Regions from separate parts of the Rattus norvegicus genome. Here region 2 is linked to region 1. A link is a contact called in public Hi-C data. All regions are on one chromosome and are shown on one strand. Each heading gives the region's core, a stretch centred on a gene start, on an enhancer-like site or on the middle of the called end of the contact. The rest is flanking DNA. Distances are from core to core; before and after follow the strand shown. Region 1 holds the start of Efhd2 (EF-hand domain family, member D2). Region 2 holds the start of Tmem51 (transmembrane protein 51).

Evidence for each region. Hi-C and Micro-C count contacts between places; a contact is called where the count stands out from the background.
Region 2: a Hi-C map of mammary epithelial cells shows a contact between it and region 1, with 2.7 times the contacts expected there. The contact joins the promoter of Tmem51 here to the promoter of Efhd2 in region 1. A contact is called at or near these places in 3 of 12 Hi-C or Micro-C datasets (frontal cortex, liver and mammary epithelial cells).

What each region holds. Positions count from the first base shown.
Region 1 is chr5:159,456,064-159,463,185 of GRCr8, reverse strand. Efhd2 (EF-hand domain family, member D2) reads left to right here and starts at 3,193. Exons shown (of 4, transcript NM_001031648.1): 1 at 3,193-3,524. The coding sequence starts at 3,220. It overlaps LOC120103027 (a long non-coding RNA gene), which reads left to right and starts at 3,531. Exons shown (of 2, transcript XR_005505082.2): 1 at 3,531-7,122.
Region 2 is chr5:159,655,102-159,662,223 of GRCr8, reverse strand. Tmem51 (transmembrane protein 51) reads left to right here and starts at 3,333. Exons shown (of 3, transcript NM_001109273.1): 1 at 3,333-3,738.

The DNA of each region.
Region 1 (7,122 bases), core at 1,944-4,443:
CAGCCTGAGCTATCTAGTGAGATCTTGACCAACCTGGTTTACAGAGCGAGATTTTTGTCTCAAAAAAAAACAAAAAACACAAAAAACAAAAAGTGCTTAACTGAGTGCCATTCCTAGGTACCAGGAAAGTAGAGAACCAAACGCTAAGAATTGTCCTCTGGGGCTGGAGAGATGGCTCAGCGGTTAAGAGCACCCAACTACTCTTCCAGAGGTCCTGAGTTCAATTCCCAGCAACCACATGGTGGCTCACAACCATCTGTAATGGGATTCGATGCCCTCTTCTGGTGTGTCTGAAGACAGCTACAGTGTACTTATATGTGATAAATGAATAAATCTTAAAAAAAAAAAAAGAATTGTCCTCTGACCACCAGTAACACATGCTTCAAATTAATAATAATAATAATAATAATAATAATAATAATAATGATTTAATATAAAATTTAAAATGGACTGGGGAGTTGCTCACCCAGAAGGGTGTCCTGAGCTGAGGTACTAAGGCTCCGGTAACCTTTCTCTTTCTCGAGATGTAGCAGATAAGAGAGAAATTCCGTTACCTGTGCATCAAGGTGTTCATCCTCCTGCCCCAGGATTTTACCTATGCAAGCTAAGTAGGATGTTAAGTAGAGTTTAACACACACACAGACACACCCCCTTCAAAGAGTTCAAACTAGACCCCAGATTCATCTCATATGAATGACTTCTCCGGACAGCAGACCCATCAGATATCCTCATCCCGGTGAAGTCAAGTAGATGCAAAACTGCCCATAATTAAGACACTGCTGAGTCCTGAAGAACCATTAGATTGTCATACATTCTCCCAGAGTGCACCGGATACCTGTGATCACAGCACCCGAGAAGCTGAAGCAGGGAAATCTATAGTTTAAGGTCTGCCTAGACCAAATGGCAAGTCCAAGCCCTCAGACTGAAAAGGGAGACTGTCTCACAAACAGAACAAGAAATCAGACTGGGGATATGGATCAGACAGTAAGGCACTGGGCTAGCATGCTCAAAGCCCTGAGTTCAATCTCTAGCATCATATAAACAGCATCTAAGGGTGCAGATCTTGTTCTCCCAACATTTAGAAAGCTGAAATATCAGAAACGCATCATCCTCGGCTACACAGAGAGGATGGGGTTAGCCTGGGCTACTGATATCTATCTAAAATAAAGTCATAAGTTTGGGTAAACTGAGGCTCACCACAGTTTTAAAAGTAACCTTCACACTTTACAAGGACAGCCTAGACAAACATAGACGTGTGCAGATGTAATTTAAATGTTCCAATCTCTGTGCGCCCCTCCCCTGTCCTCGGTCCCTATGAAATAAGTAAGCTGGGTTCCTTTTACAAGCAGCTGGACTAAACTACCCAACACTAAGGAAGTGTAACTCCCTTGGTCTTTAAGAAATCAAAATCTCTAAACTTAATTAGCATCTTTATCAGACTTAGCAACCTTACAAACAGTGAATCGAAATGTTGCATTTTCTAAACTACCGGTTCCTTCTGTATCCATTTTACTCTTGCAAATCCCTTTTCCTTCAACAATATTTTTGAACGCATCAACAAATACTGATGGATGTCTTCCTCTGAGAGTCATCCTGCTGCAGCCAGCAGCTTCTCGGGTACCCTCTGTTTTCACAGCGTCGTCACCTTTTAGCCAGCCCTCTCCATGTCTTCTCTGCACCCTGCTTTTAGGAGTGGGCAGTATCTGGGTCCCCAGCATTGTCCTAACATCTTAGAGAATACACACCCCATCTGTACCAGAGACTCTTAACTCCAAAGAGTAAAGTTTTCCCCAAGTGCTTGTGGAAAGCAGCTTTGTGGACCCCAGTGACAAAGGACAGGTCTGTCAATCTAGGTGGGACCTGGGAATCAGTATTGTGGCTAGTGCCCCTGCAGTTGACGCCAGAGTACCATAGCTTTGTAGTTTTAAGAGTTTGTTGTCTGTCTGTCTGTCTATCTATCTATCTATCTAGAAGGGCTTCTCTCTATGCAGCTAGCCTGGAACTCCTGGTTGTGGACCAGAATGACCGAACTGGGTAACCTCTCTGCCTCCCGAGTGTTAGGACTAAAGGCTACATACACCCTGCTCAAAGATTTACTTTAGGTTTCATTATGTGGACGTGGGGGAGGGGTATATGCTTGTGAGTGCAGGTGCAGAAGCAGGCCAGAAGAGGGTCTTGGATCCCTGATGCTGGACTTACAGGCCTTTTGTGATTTGACCTTCCCTACCCCCACCCTGCACGGACGCTAGAAGGTCCTTCCTTCACCAGCGCGATGACCACTCTTAATAACCGAGCCTTCTCTTCAGCCTAGGTTTGCTGGTTTTGAAGTGACAGACTAGATGACAGAGACAAATTCTCTCTGAACTCCTCCTTTCCAGCCCCCTTTCCTGAGCTTTTGGAGAGAAGGTCACCCCCCACCCCCGGGATCCTCATCAAAGAGGCAACATGGAGATCTTTCTGAAACCCCTCTGAGGTAGAGTCCCAGGCATCCACCGGATCAAGCAGCTTATTGTGCTGAATCATTCTGTAACAGGACGAGCTAACCCCTTCCCCTTTCCCCAGTTCTTCGGGGACCTTTGAGGACTGGTAGGATTCACCTCCCTCATAGCAGCTACCCCACTCTTGAATGATGCCAGCTACTACGGCCCCGGAGACAGTCTCAGTTGGACTCTGGTGCTAGCTAGGGTCCACCTTCTTCAGACTCCTGCAACCTTATCAAGAATGCCCAGCGGCTCACCACCAGTGGTCTCCATGGCAACCGACAGCGTATCAGAAATACAAACCCCTTTTAGAGAAGGGGCTGGGAGCCGCGCCCCTCTCCAGTCCCTGAACGCACAGCCACCTCATGCGAGCGGACCCTCTTCCCTCCCGCAGGGTTGGGACGCCCCCCTCCCCGGGTTCCTTCCAGAGGGCTCCCGGGACTCAGCGGTCCCCCAGAGGTCATCAGAGAGATGTTGATGGTTTTTCACTGGGGGGGGGCGGGAGGGGGACGACGATGAAGAGCTAGGAAGCAGAATGCACATGACCCCCCCCCCCCGGGGACTGAGAGGGACTGGGCACGCGGCAGAGGCGGCGGGAGCCAGCCCGGGGGCGGGCGGTCCCCTAAGTCCCACCTTCAGGGCGGCGCCTGGCGGCGGGGAGTGTCAGGAAGAGGAAGAGCGCGGCCGGGTGCGCGGCGCGGAGCAGGGGCCCGGCCGAGGCAACGGTGCGCGGGCCACCATGGCCACGGACGAGCTGGCCAGCAAGCTGAGTCGGAGGCTGCAGATGGAGGACGAGGGCGGCGAGGCGACGGAGCAGCCGGGGCTCAACGGGGCGGCAGCGGCGGCGGCCGAGGCTCCCGACGAGACTGCCCAGGCGTTGGGCAGCGCGGACGACGAGCTGAGCGCCAAGCTGCTGCGGCGCGCGGACCTCAACCAGGGCATCGGCGAGCCGCAGTCGCCCAGCCGCCGCGTCTTCAACCCCTACACCGAGTTCAAGGAGTTCTCCAGGAAGCAGATCAAAGACATGGAGAAGATGTTCAAACAGTGAGTGCCCTCGCGCCCGGTTTCCCACCACCCTAGACCCGGCCTCGGGCCCGAACCTCCAGTAATCCCAGCTAGGCTCCCCCAGGACCCGGACCCACCAGGGTGGGGAACTCTGCTACCCCTTCCAGAGAGCCACGAGGCTTCCAGACCCACCACCCAAGCACGCAAGTGGATCTGGGGAACCCCCTTTCCCGGTCCTGGCATGTGACCCCCTCCTCCTGGTGATGCTGCCCTCGGGATACTCCACACGGGTTGGGAGCACCCCGAGGTTCCTTCTAGATAATCGCAGGTCCCCAGCGAGTTCCCACCACCACCACATCAGGGAACCGATCCCCTTCCCACTGTTAATGTTACTGCACCTACCACCCTAAACCCACACACACTGAGAAAGGGCCAGTGGCTTCCTCCCTTCCTCTCCTGTCCCAACTACTGGACTCCCTACCCCCCACCGCGATAAGGCACCCCTATTGCCTCTTAAGGGGACATTCCCGGCACCCATGCGAAACATATGCCATTTACTAGGGTCCTTTAATTTCTTCTGCTTAGCTCTGGTCTCTCTAGTTCTAGATTGGGACTACCTCCCCCGTGCCAAACACATACACACACACACACACACACACACACACACACACACACACACACACACACACACCTCAGTTATTCTGTTTACTTACCATGGGTGAAAAAAAACGCTTCAGCCTTTCCACTCCTGCCCACCCTGTTGGCCATGTCCCGTTTCCTTAACACTGTGTGACCGCACACTAGGAGAGGGTTCCTCTGTCCCTGTCCCCCCAGTCTTCAAATATGTATTTCCCCTATTATCAGGACAGAGTCCCCTGGGGCTTAGTCCTTCTCCACACACTGTGAGTCCACCTCCCTGAGCTCTCCACCCGGAACCCCTTCACTCAGCGGCGGGCGGTGCAGTGGTGACTCCCCTGCCCTTTATCAGAAGGCAGCCCTCTTCTCAGCAATAGTCTTCCCCCTCCCATACAATCCCCGGTGCCCGGTACCCGGTACCCGGCGCCCTGTTCCCGTACTCTCTGGGCAGAAAGGGGACCCCTTGCTATGTGCCCTGCCTGGGGTCTCCAACCGCCACACTCCAGTTCCTGTGATCCCAAGCTGTACCCTTACCAGATTAGGGTGTCCCCTAGACCTGCGGGCCCAGCCATTCCACGCCCGCCCCACAAAATAAAGCAATATGGAGGGGATAGAGAGAGTACCCATGGGGGTAGAGAAGGTGCCCTCCATAGGACCGTCGGCCCTACTTTGATCAAGCCACCTATGGTTCCTGGAAAGGAAACAGTCCTCCAGGTACCAGGCCCGAGTAGGGCGCAGAGGGATCCAAACCACTGAAGCTGAGTTTTGGGTGGGGTACGCAGGGAGTCCCAAAGCAGAAAACTGCAGGCAGGTAAAGGATTGAGAGCCCCAGCCACACCCAGCTGACAATACCCAGACACCAATCGGGAAGCCCGTGAAGGGGGCGTTTCCTCCATCCGGGGTCCAGAGAGGGCTTTCCTGCGTCCCACTTCCCACTTCCCACCCAGTCTGTGGGTGACTAGAAAGTCCCTCGTGCTGCTGGAATACACTCCCAAACTTCTCCATGGAGGTTCCAGGGTGAGGGGATACCCACTGGCTTCAGTCTGCGCTGACTGACTAGGCCAGGAGAGCAGGAATCCGCATTCCTTGCTTTTGAATCTTAGGGCAACTGTGACTTCCAGGTAGAGCCAGCCTGTGGGAGTGTCCCAGAGGATATTCGTGTGTCATAGATCTCTGTTGAGATAGGACTGAGGCGGTGCAGCCCACACATGCCTCCCAGCAGCCCTGTGACCCAGGACTTTACAGCTACAAAATGACAGGATTAGGATTCGAACTCAGACAGCATAGCTTCAAAAGCCCCAGCCTTCCCTTCAGAACTGTCTCTCACAGATGCCTGTGTCAGTGTCTCAAATCACATCCTGACACCTCTCTCTCTCTCTCTCTCTCTCTCTCTCTCTCTCTCTCTCTCTCCCCCCGTCTCTCTCCCCCCCCCCCGCTGTGTGACACCCCCAAAGAGCAAACTCGGGAGAGACCACTTGGATTTGTGGGGAACCCGTGGGGACAATGGTCTGGAAGCTGTGTTTGTACTCAGTTTCACACAGGCTGTTTTGGGGGGAGCAGTTTAATTGAGAGGTGCTTTTGTGGAGATGAGAGAGTCCTGGCCTCCTCAGAGCTACCTCTTGGCACTAGTGCTGCGTGCTGGGGTGTTGGGAGGGGCAGGAAGGAGCCAGAAAGCTGGACCTCAGGAGAAGGAAACGCCACTCGCCAGGGTCCCTTGCTGGGGCACAGAGCTGCTGATGTTGTATTCAGGGAAACAAGGCTTCACTGTGCCCCATCAGCCCAGCCCAGCCGGGGCCCGGCTGGGAACAGCCACAGCTAGCTTCTCAGAGCACAAAATACACGATCTGTTTCCACTGTGCAAGCGGCGGTTGCCTCCTGGGGCCCAGCAGGTCCCAGGATCTGAGCCAGGGCTCTGTTGAGAGCAGAGGGCAGGGAGGAGTGGAACTGGTGCCCTTGGAAAGTGGAGCTAGCTTTTCCTTGGCGGCTAGGAGGCCAGGCTTCCTGCGTCATCTTCCTTGTCATCCCTGGACCTCAGTCTACCCCTGTGTAAGAGGAATGGGCTGTGTGTGATGAGTCTCAAAGACACTTATGTTCTAGCCTTATTTCTAAGGGCTCTGGAGCACTGATGTTCTTCAGAACTGCGGTGCAGTCTTCTGGTCCATGCATTCAGTGTGGACGAGCAGATACCGCCTGAGAACAGTGGTTGAGGGAGTGCCGGAGGAAACAGCACTGCCAGCTGACTCCAGCCCCTCTCCCCATTTTACAGACAGGAAAACTGAGATCCAGAAGAGAGAAGTGACCAGCTCGGAATCATGGGTTTTTCTGGAGGTGGGGCCTAGAGATGACATGTACTGAGTTTCCCCCTTTGGTCCGGCATCTTAGAGCCTGTACCCCACCCTCTTGCCCTACCCCTCGTGGCCTCAGACTCTATCCCTTCTCTCTCACACACACACTCAGCCTCCTCCCCTCTCTCTACCCACTCATCCAGAGTTGTTTCTAGAAGTTTCCAAGACAAAAAGGCATGGGACAGATCCACAAAATTTCAGGGATGGCTACCCTCTGAGCCGATAACAGCCCAGGGAGAACTCTGGAAGGTTCTGTAAGCTGATGCTTGCCTGGAAGGCAGGCACACATAATTGTGAACGAGCTGTGGAATCTGAGGAAGGTGCCCTAGTTCCTTGTCCCGTCTGGCCAGCCTCCTCCCCACCCACTTCATCCCATGACCCCTTGCAGCAGGCAGGCAAGGTCCCCTTTCTTTCTGGCTTCCCATCACAAGCTCCTGGGGCCACCGGGCCTCCTCTCTCTTCCCTTCCTGCTTGACAGTCTGCAGCCCTATGAGGCTGTGGATTTAGCAGCATGTGGACCTAGAGCACATTCCTTAACCCTCTCTGGGTCTCTTTCCTCACCTGATGGTGCTGTCAGATGCGTAACCTAGGACTTGGCACTGAATCAGTACTTACTAACTTACTGTCACCACTGTCCCAAGTTCACCATATGCCCT
Region 2 (7,122 bases), core at 2,084-4,583, 200 kb before region 1:
CACCTACACTGGTCATAACCAACTGACTGGCGACAATAGATAGTTCTTTTTATTCTTTCTTTTAATTAGTGGGTGTTGTGGGGGGTGATTGGCTTTTTAGTTTTTGGTGTTTGGGGTGTGTGTTTTTTCCTCCTCCTCCTCTTCCTCCTCTTCCTCCTCTTCCTCCTCCTCCTCCTCCTCCTCCTCCTCCTCCTCCTCCTCCTCCTCCTCCCCCCCCTCTCTCTCTGTACACAGAACCACACAAAGCTATCCTCAAGAAGGATAACCTCAATCTTCTGATGCCCCTGCCTCTGCTCCCAAATACTGGGATACACGTGTGCATCACCGAGCCCAGCTAGACTTTCATTTTTGAGCACCATGTGGCCACTCAGCCAGAGTTCAAGAATGGCACAGCAGACAAACCTGCTCTAAAGGGTCCTGTGTTCCGGAGTGGGCAGGTCAGGGACCAGCAACTGCAGTTCAGACTCCACAGGGACTCACACAGAACAGCACATCCTGCTGTCTCAGATACTCATATTGATCCTGGAAGGGGGTATTTTTAGTATCACTATTCTTACTCTGTTTTTCTTCCTAATGTGCTGGGGATGGGACCCAGGGCCACACACGGGCTATGAGTTTCATTATTGTAATCATCACGATGAGACAGGATATCACATAGCCCAGGCTGGCCTCAAACTTAGCTATACACACAAGGATGACTTGCAGTTCTGATCCTCCTGCCTCTACCTACTCAGTGCTAGGATGACAAGAATGTGCCACCTCACTGGGCTTCATGCCACGCTGAGAAACACAGGTAGGGCAAACACTCTCCCCACTGAGCTACATCCTCAGCCCCTGTTTTAAGGATTATTTAATTTAATTAGCTTATTGTTTTGGAGAGAGTCTCATTAAATTACTCAAGCTAGGTCTGCAGAGGTAGTGTAATGGAAAAGTACCCAGGTCCCGTACATGAGACCCAAGCTTTGACTCCTCACTGATAACAAAAGAAGATTGCCTAAAGTGAACTCAAATGTGCAATCCTCCTGCCTCAGCATCTGAAGCATCCGGGGCCGTAGGCATGTGCCCCCTGTGTACCCAGCCAACATTACTGCTTTTACATTTAAAGAAAGAAACTGAGGCCCAGAGAGGATAAGACATTTTCCCAAGGTCACACAGTTCAAGATGGCAGAGAAGCCAATAAATAAATAAATAAATAAATAAATAAATAAATACAGACAGATCTGATGAAATCCTACCCTCTTCCTAAATCTGTGATTCAAGCTATATTCTGGTGTCTCTTGAGAGAAGAGTTTTCCAGTGGACAGTCAGCAGAAGGGCGGGTGAAATCAGCGTTGGCCTATTCAGCTGAGAGTGCTCGATGTATCCATTCCCTGTGGCTACTGTAACAAACCGCCAGGAACTGCTGCAGGGCTTAGAGTCACAAGGTTACAGCTCTAGAGGTCAGGTACCGGCTCCTCCCAGGCTAAACGCAATGACAAGTGTAAAGATCCTTAGCAAGTGTGAAGACCCTCTGGGCTTCCAACCACGTAATCTGTTCCCACCGTTTAGAGCTCGTATAGGCTCTTAACATCCTATGGCTGTCACAGGTCCCTTTTCAGAAGCTTTATCTGATTTCCTTCTTCCACTGTTACATCTCAGATACGACGTACCCTCCTACCTTCCTCTGATAAAAGCCCCTGTGACCTCTTTGGGTGACCCCAATCTCTAGATTCTCAGCTCGGTCATACTTACAGTCTACCATCTGAGGTACTGGGCTCTGGAGACTGAGATATGAACTGCTTTGGGTACCCACAATTCTGCCAGCGTGCTTACTCAGCATTGGAAATTCCTGGCGTGGGTACTCAGAGCCAGGGTCCAGTAGAGATCCTCAGCTTAAATTCCAACTCTCTCAGTGCTGGTAGATCCAAGAATAGAACTCTCCTAATTTTTTTGAGGCTTCCCTGAAAGGTCAGAAGGCTCTTCCTCCTAGTGTTCTGTGAAGGTCAGATGTTTGCAGCATGGAGTTCAATAGATGGCAACCATTATCAAACCCCAACCTGAATGCCCTGTGGTAATAGATGGTCTAGTTAGGGTTAATACTGCTGCAATGAAACAACATGACCACGTGTGTGTGTGTGGGGGTGTGCGCTCGTGGGTGTGTATGCACACGTGGGTGTGTATGTGTGGGTGTGTGTACATGTTCTTATGTGTGTGCACATGCATGCGTTTGTGCACACATACATGCATGCATGCATGTGTGTGTGTGTGTGTGTGTCGTGTGTCTGTGCGAGTGCACGTGCAGGCGGGGTACTTGGCATGAACTCAAGCAGGGCAGGAACCTGGAGGCAGGAGCTGAGGAAGAGTGCTGCCTCCTGGCTTGTTCCTCATGGTCGTTCTGACTGCTTTCTCCAGCACTCAGGACCACCAGTCCAGGGGTCCCCGCAATGGACTGCGCCTTATTAATCACTCATTAAGAAAATGTCCTACGCACGGCATTTTTTCGTTTGGGGTTCCTTCCACAAAGATGACTATAGCTTGCGTCAAGCTCACAAGACAGCACAACAGGTAACAGAAAGTCACTGTTTCAGAGTCACCTCTTTGGATCATTTCCTCCAAGGACGCATGCCTCGGGCCCTGGTGAGCTGGCAGTGTGATGGGATAAGGAGGAAGGCAGCTCCTGTGTGGGAAGATGCAAGAAAAAAAGTCCATTAAGGTAGAAGGTTGGACAGGGTGAGCAGAGCACGCTTCCTTTGTGACTCTCTTGGTTTTTCTCTTAGTCAGCTTTGACTATTAAGTCCTTGGTCTCCCCTCATTGGGAAGAGCCCGACCTCTCCAGCTAGATTACTCTACCTAGCAGAGTAGGGGCGGGTCTGGGACTGGATCCCGTCATGGAAAAGTACCAGTATTCCTTGTTTCCACCTTTTGGACTGTCTGAATGACCTGCCTCGAGTCTGTCAGGGCAAAATGCCAACACAAGATTGGGCTGTGCAGGGTTAAGAGGGGGTTGAGGGAGAATGCTCAGGGCGGGGGAATCGGTGGGAACCTAGGCCTGGTTCAGAGTAAGGATACAAGATGTTGTCAGCAGTTACTCTTGTGCTCTGAGCCTCTATTTCCAAAAATGCCTTTTGCACCTCCAAAACCACAAGCCATTCCCAAATTAAGCCCTTGCTAGCTATTAGTGCAACGTATAGATTGTGATTGGACTCCGGAAGTATACAGCTTGGTGAATTTGCCCATCAGGGGTACCCAGGAATTCCAAGTGAATTTGGCTGCACCCAAGCTGTGCGGTTTATCCAGAAAGCGGTCACCCCCCAGTAGGAGGCGCTTTTGGTCCCCAGCCGAATTCTCTGACTCCCGGGCTGCCCAAGGACTTCTCAGGCCTTTAACTTCAAAGAGCTGGGCGCGCACCCACGAAGCCACCCAGGTCGGAATTCAGAGCTGGCAGGAGACGCAGATCCGTGCCTGGAGTCGTGGGGTTCCTAGGCAAACTTCCAGGCAGGTGAGGCGCCCTCCCCAACTCCAGGCGGAGGAAGAAGCCAGCCTGTGATTCGCTGGAAAGTTTTCTGCCAAGCCGGGAACGCGTTCCTTAAGGGGACACTACTGACTAGGGCTCAAAGTAGCGATCCGGAGAGCGTCCGGGACACCAGAGAATGGGGAGCTGGCGGAGAGCATGAGCTGAGAGGTTGGGAAAAGTTCGCTTCCTTCCTCCTTCCAGGAGTCTCGGGTGGAAAGGAGTCGGCGCCCTGCGCGCACAGGAAGGTGTGTTTACAGACAGGTGAGGTTGCCGAACAGGGACTCGCAGCTCCCATTATCCCGCAAGTGGCCCCCTAGACAGCCATTTCCCAGGCGCAGAGTGGGAGGCCCAGGACCCTGCACTGCGTTGCGCAGCTCCGCCCCAGGGTCCGGGTCCCCGCCTGGTGGCGTAGGGCGCAGGGTGGGCAGGTGGGCGGCGCCTCCTGCGAGCGCCCTCGGTCCCTCCCTCCCTCCCTCCCTCCTGCTCTCCGCGCTGTGGGCCGTGCTGGCTGATCACCACAGAGGTCCCTGGGCCGCGTGCCCACTCCACGCCGTGCTCCCCGGCTCCGGCTCCGCGACCCGTGATTGCCTGGGGTGGGGGTGTCGCGGAACCCCCAGCCCCGGGCCTCCGGACAGAGACCCGGCGTGGCTCGCTGCCTTCGGGGTGAGTCTGCGTCCCCGCACTGAAAAGTGTGCGGTAGGGCCCGAGTTTGGTATCTTTGCGTCCCGGAGCATCATGTCGGACATGTTCCTCAGGGGACTCCGGGCCCCGCACCCTCAGCAGCCGCACCCGGCCGATGTGGGGTACTCCCGCCTCCCCGCGTCGCTCTGGCTTCGGCCTCGGGGGCCCCCTGTTGGCGGGGACAGGTGGCATCCGCTTGTGTCTGGACAGAGGCACCTGGGCACTGGTGCTTTTGAGAGGAAAGAACTTGGATAGGGCACTGAGCCGGCCGCGTGAGCCCCTGTCCTTGTAATGTGGGAGTGGACACTATCTACTCTTAACTTCCTTCTGACTGTTACCGCATTAAGAAGCAATGAAGGGGTGGAGAGCCAGGGGTCCTCCAGGATCCTTGGTTTCTTCGCCTGTAAAATGGGAATGACGGAGCGCTGGGCTGAAGCTAAGCATTCACAGACCAATGGCCGTAGGTAAGATACAGGGTGCAGAGGAGAACAAAATACCTATGACACAGTAAGTTTGCTCGTAATTGGTGTGAGTGTTGGGGGTGCATTTGAGGAGGGAACACCAAGTCTCATTATCACATTGGCCACTTTAAGAGAGAAATTTTTTTCTCAACCACAAGGTAGGAGCAGGAGTCCTGTCCTGGAATCTGCAAGGTGGTGTGGGTTGCTCCTCTGATGGTGCATGTGGCCCTGAGCTAGGTCCTTGGCCAATATGGGAACTTAGAGATGGAAGTCGGGAGCAGAGTCAAGGGGCAGGACCTAAGTAAGCTAAGCAGGCTTGCAGGGGCGGGGGATCTCCACCTGTCCCCTCCAGGACCTCCTCTGGTTTTTGTTTTGAAGGATAACTTGAAGGTTGGTCTCAAAGGTCAAGCAGCTTCCCCACTGAGACCTGTCACTCACGGGTCCTTGGGAGAGTTACTCCTTTCCAAAGATCTCCCTCAGAAATGATCAAAGATTTCCCCAACCCAGACAGAAAGAAAAGGGTGACTGGAGAGAAAGAGAGACTGGTGTCGATTCTGTTGGTCATTTGGGCATCGACCACGACTAGGCCTGGCCAATCAGGCAATCAAGGAAGTCAGTGGTAGATATGACAAGGGTTGTGTGAGGGAGAGTGGACAGTCCCCTCACCCCCTCTGAGCCTGTCTCCTCCTCTAAGATGGGAACGCCGACCTCCTAGACTTCAGTAAGGCATCGGTGGCATATACTCTGTAGTTAACATATTAGTGGGCCTAGAGAGAGAAAAAAGTGAGGACTGGTGTAGTCATCGAGATGTCGGCATCCCTGGGGACAGGAGAGGAAGATGTCGGAGCGGATGAGATGACAGGAACAATAATGTGGAGGTCTATAGGTGTGGGAATGTGCTGGGTGGGGTTCCATTCGGGTAGTGTGAGTGGGTTTGTGAGTGGGTTGAGGGGAAAGTTAAGGTCCAGGGGTTTACGATGAGATGGACTGGACTGGCAGGGGTGTGTGGAAGCATCCCACGAAGTGAGCAGAGGTAGATCAAGCATTTTGTGTTAGCCAGGAGCTGCTGAAGGTGGATAGTGTGGACACACGTTCTATTCTAGGTCTTAAGGCAGGGGAGTCATCTGATCTTAAGGTTCAGATAATTCTGGCGTGAGGGTTGGGGGCTGGGGTCTCAGGGATAGAGTACTTGCTTGTCATGTGTGGCCCTGAGTTCTATCCCTGGCACCAAACAAGTCACGGCCGAAACGACTAGACATTCTTTTTTTTTTTTTTTTCTTTTTTTTTGGAGCTGGGGACCGAACCCAGGGCCTTGTGCTTGCTAGGCAAGTGCTCTATCACTGAGCTAAAGCCCCAACCCCACGACTAGACATTCTTAAACTTAATTCAGAAAGACTTAATTCAGCCAGGAGGAGGCAAACTGGCTCTGGACAGTAGAGACACTGAGGGGCACTGGGTAAGGGACCATACAGGAGACAGGGATTAACTTGGGACCTTCACATGTGACTGACGATCGAGGGCAAGATTCCTGAACTCCATGGGAGGCCCAAAAAGCTGCTCTCTTTCCCACCAGAGAGTCCACAAGCTCCCAGGATGTTGGCAGGGCCCGGACTCTCCAGCTGTTGCTTGGGTTCCTGATGTCACAGGTTCAGGGCCTTTCTCTGGCTACAGTGGGTACAGAAGAGGCAGCTCCTGCTGATGTCCTCTAGGAGCAGCTTGGCCTTTCAGGGTTTTATTGGGGGGGGGGGGCTGCAGATGTACAGCAACATATTTCTGCATGTTTGCCCTTCCCCATTCTGAGGCTGGCAGGGAGCCTCTCCCATCTCTTGTTGTAGCTGCAGATCAAAAAGAGATCCCAGGGCGGGATTCTAGGGAGTGAGAGGCACTGGGAAAGTTCCAGAAGCTTCTCTCCACGGGGTGTGAGGAATCTGTATCTGGCCTGCTGCTTCCTTTCACTTTTATGGCCAGTGCCCTGGCACTCGGGGATACGTCCTGCACTTAGCAGTCTCAGGAACACCCTCTGTGTGTCAAGTCTCTCGTTGCCTAGAGCCAACTGGAGGATTCTGTCGTGAGGCAGGTAGAAAGGGGCTTCTAGCCATCCGAGCGCCACACTCACAAGTAACTCAGAAGGACCGGAGACCTGTGCATGCACACTAAAGCCCAGACTCCCTTCTGGGGTCCTTCATGAGATCCAGAGGGGGTGTGGCCACATGGGGGACAAGTTGTATGATTTTATAGTTTCTGGGTCTTTCTGGACATTCCATCGAGTCCTGCTTCTCCCCAGCCTGGACAGGTGGCACAGCCTAGCCTGGCCTGACGGTGTCTTTTTTTTTTTTTTTTACCCAGCCCTTGGCGCCAGGCCTCCTCTCCTGGGAGCTCTTGTTTGGTTTTCTTTCCCTGCCACAGGCCAGGCTGCCCTGACCACTTCCAGATGGTCCAAGACAGGGGCCAGAAATCTGACAGGTGGGTCTATGCTGTCCCAGCCAC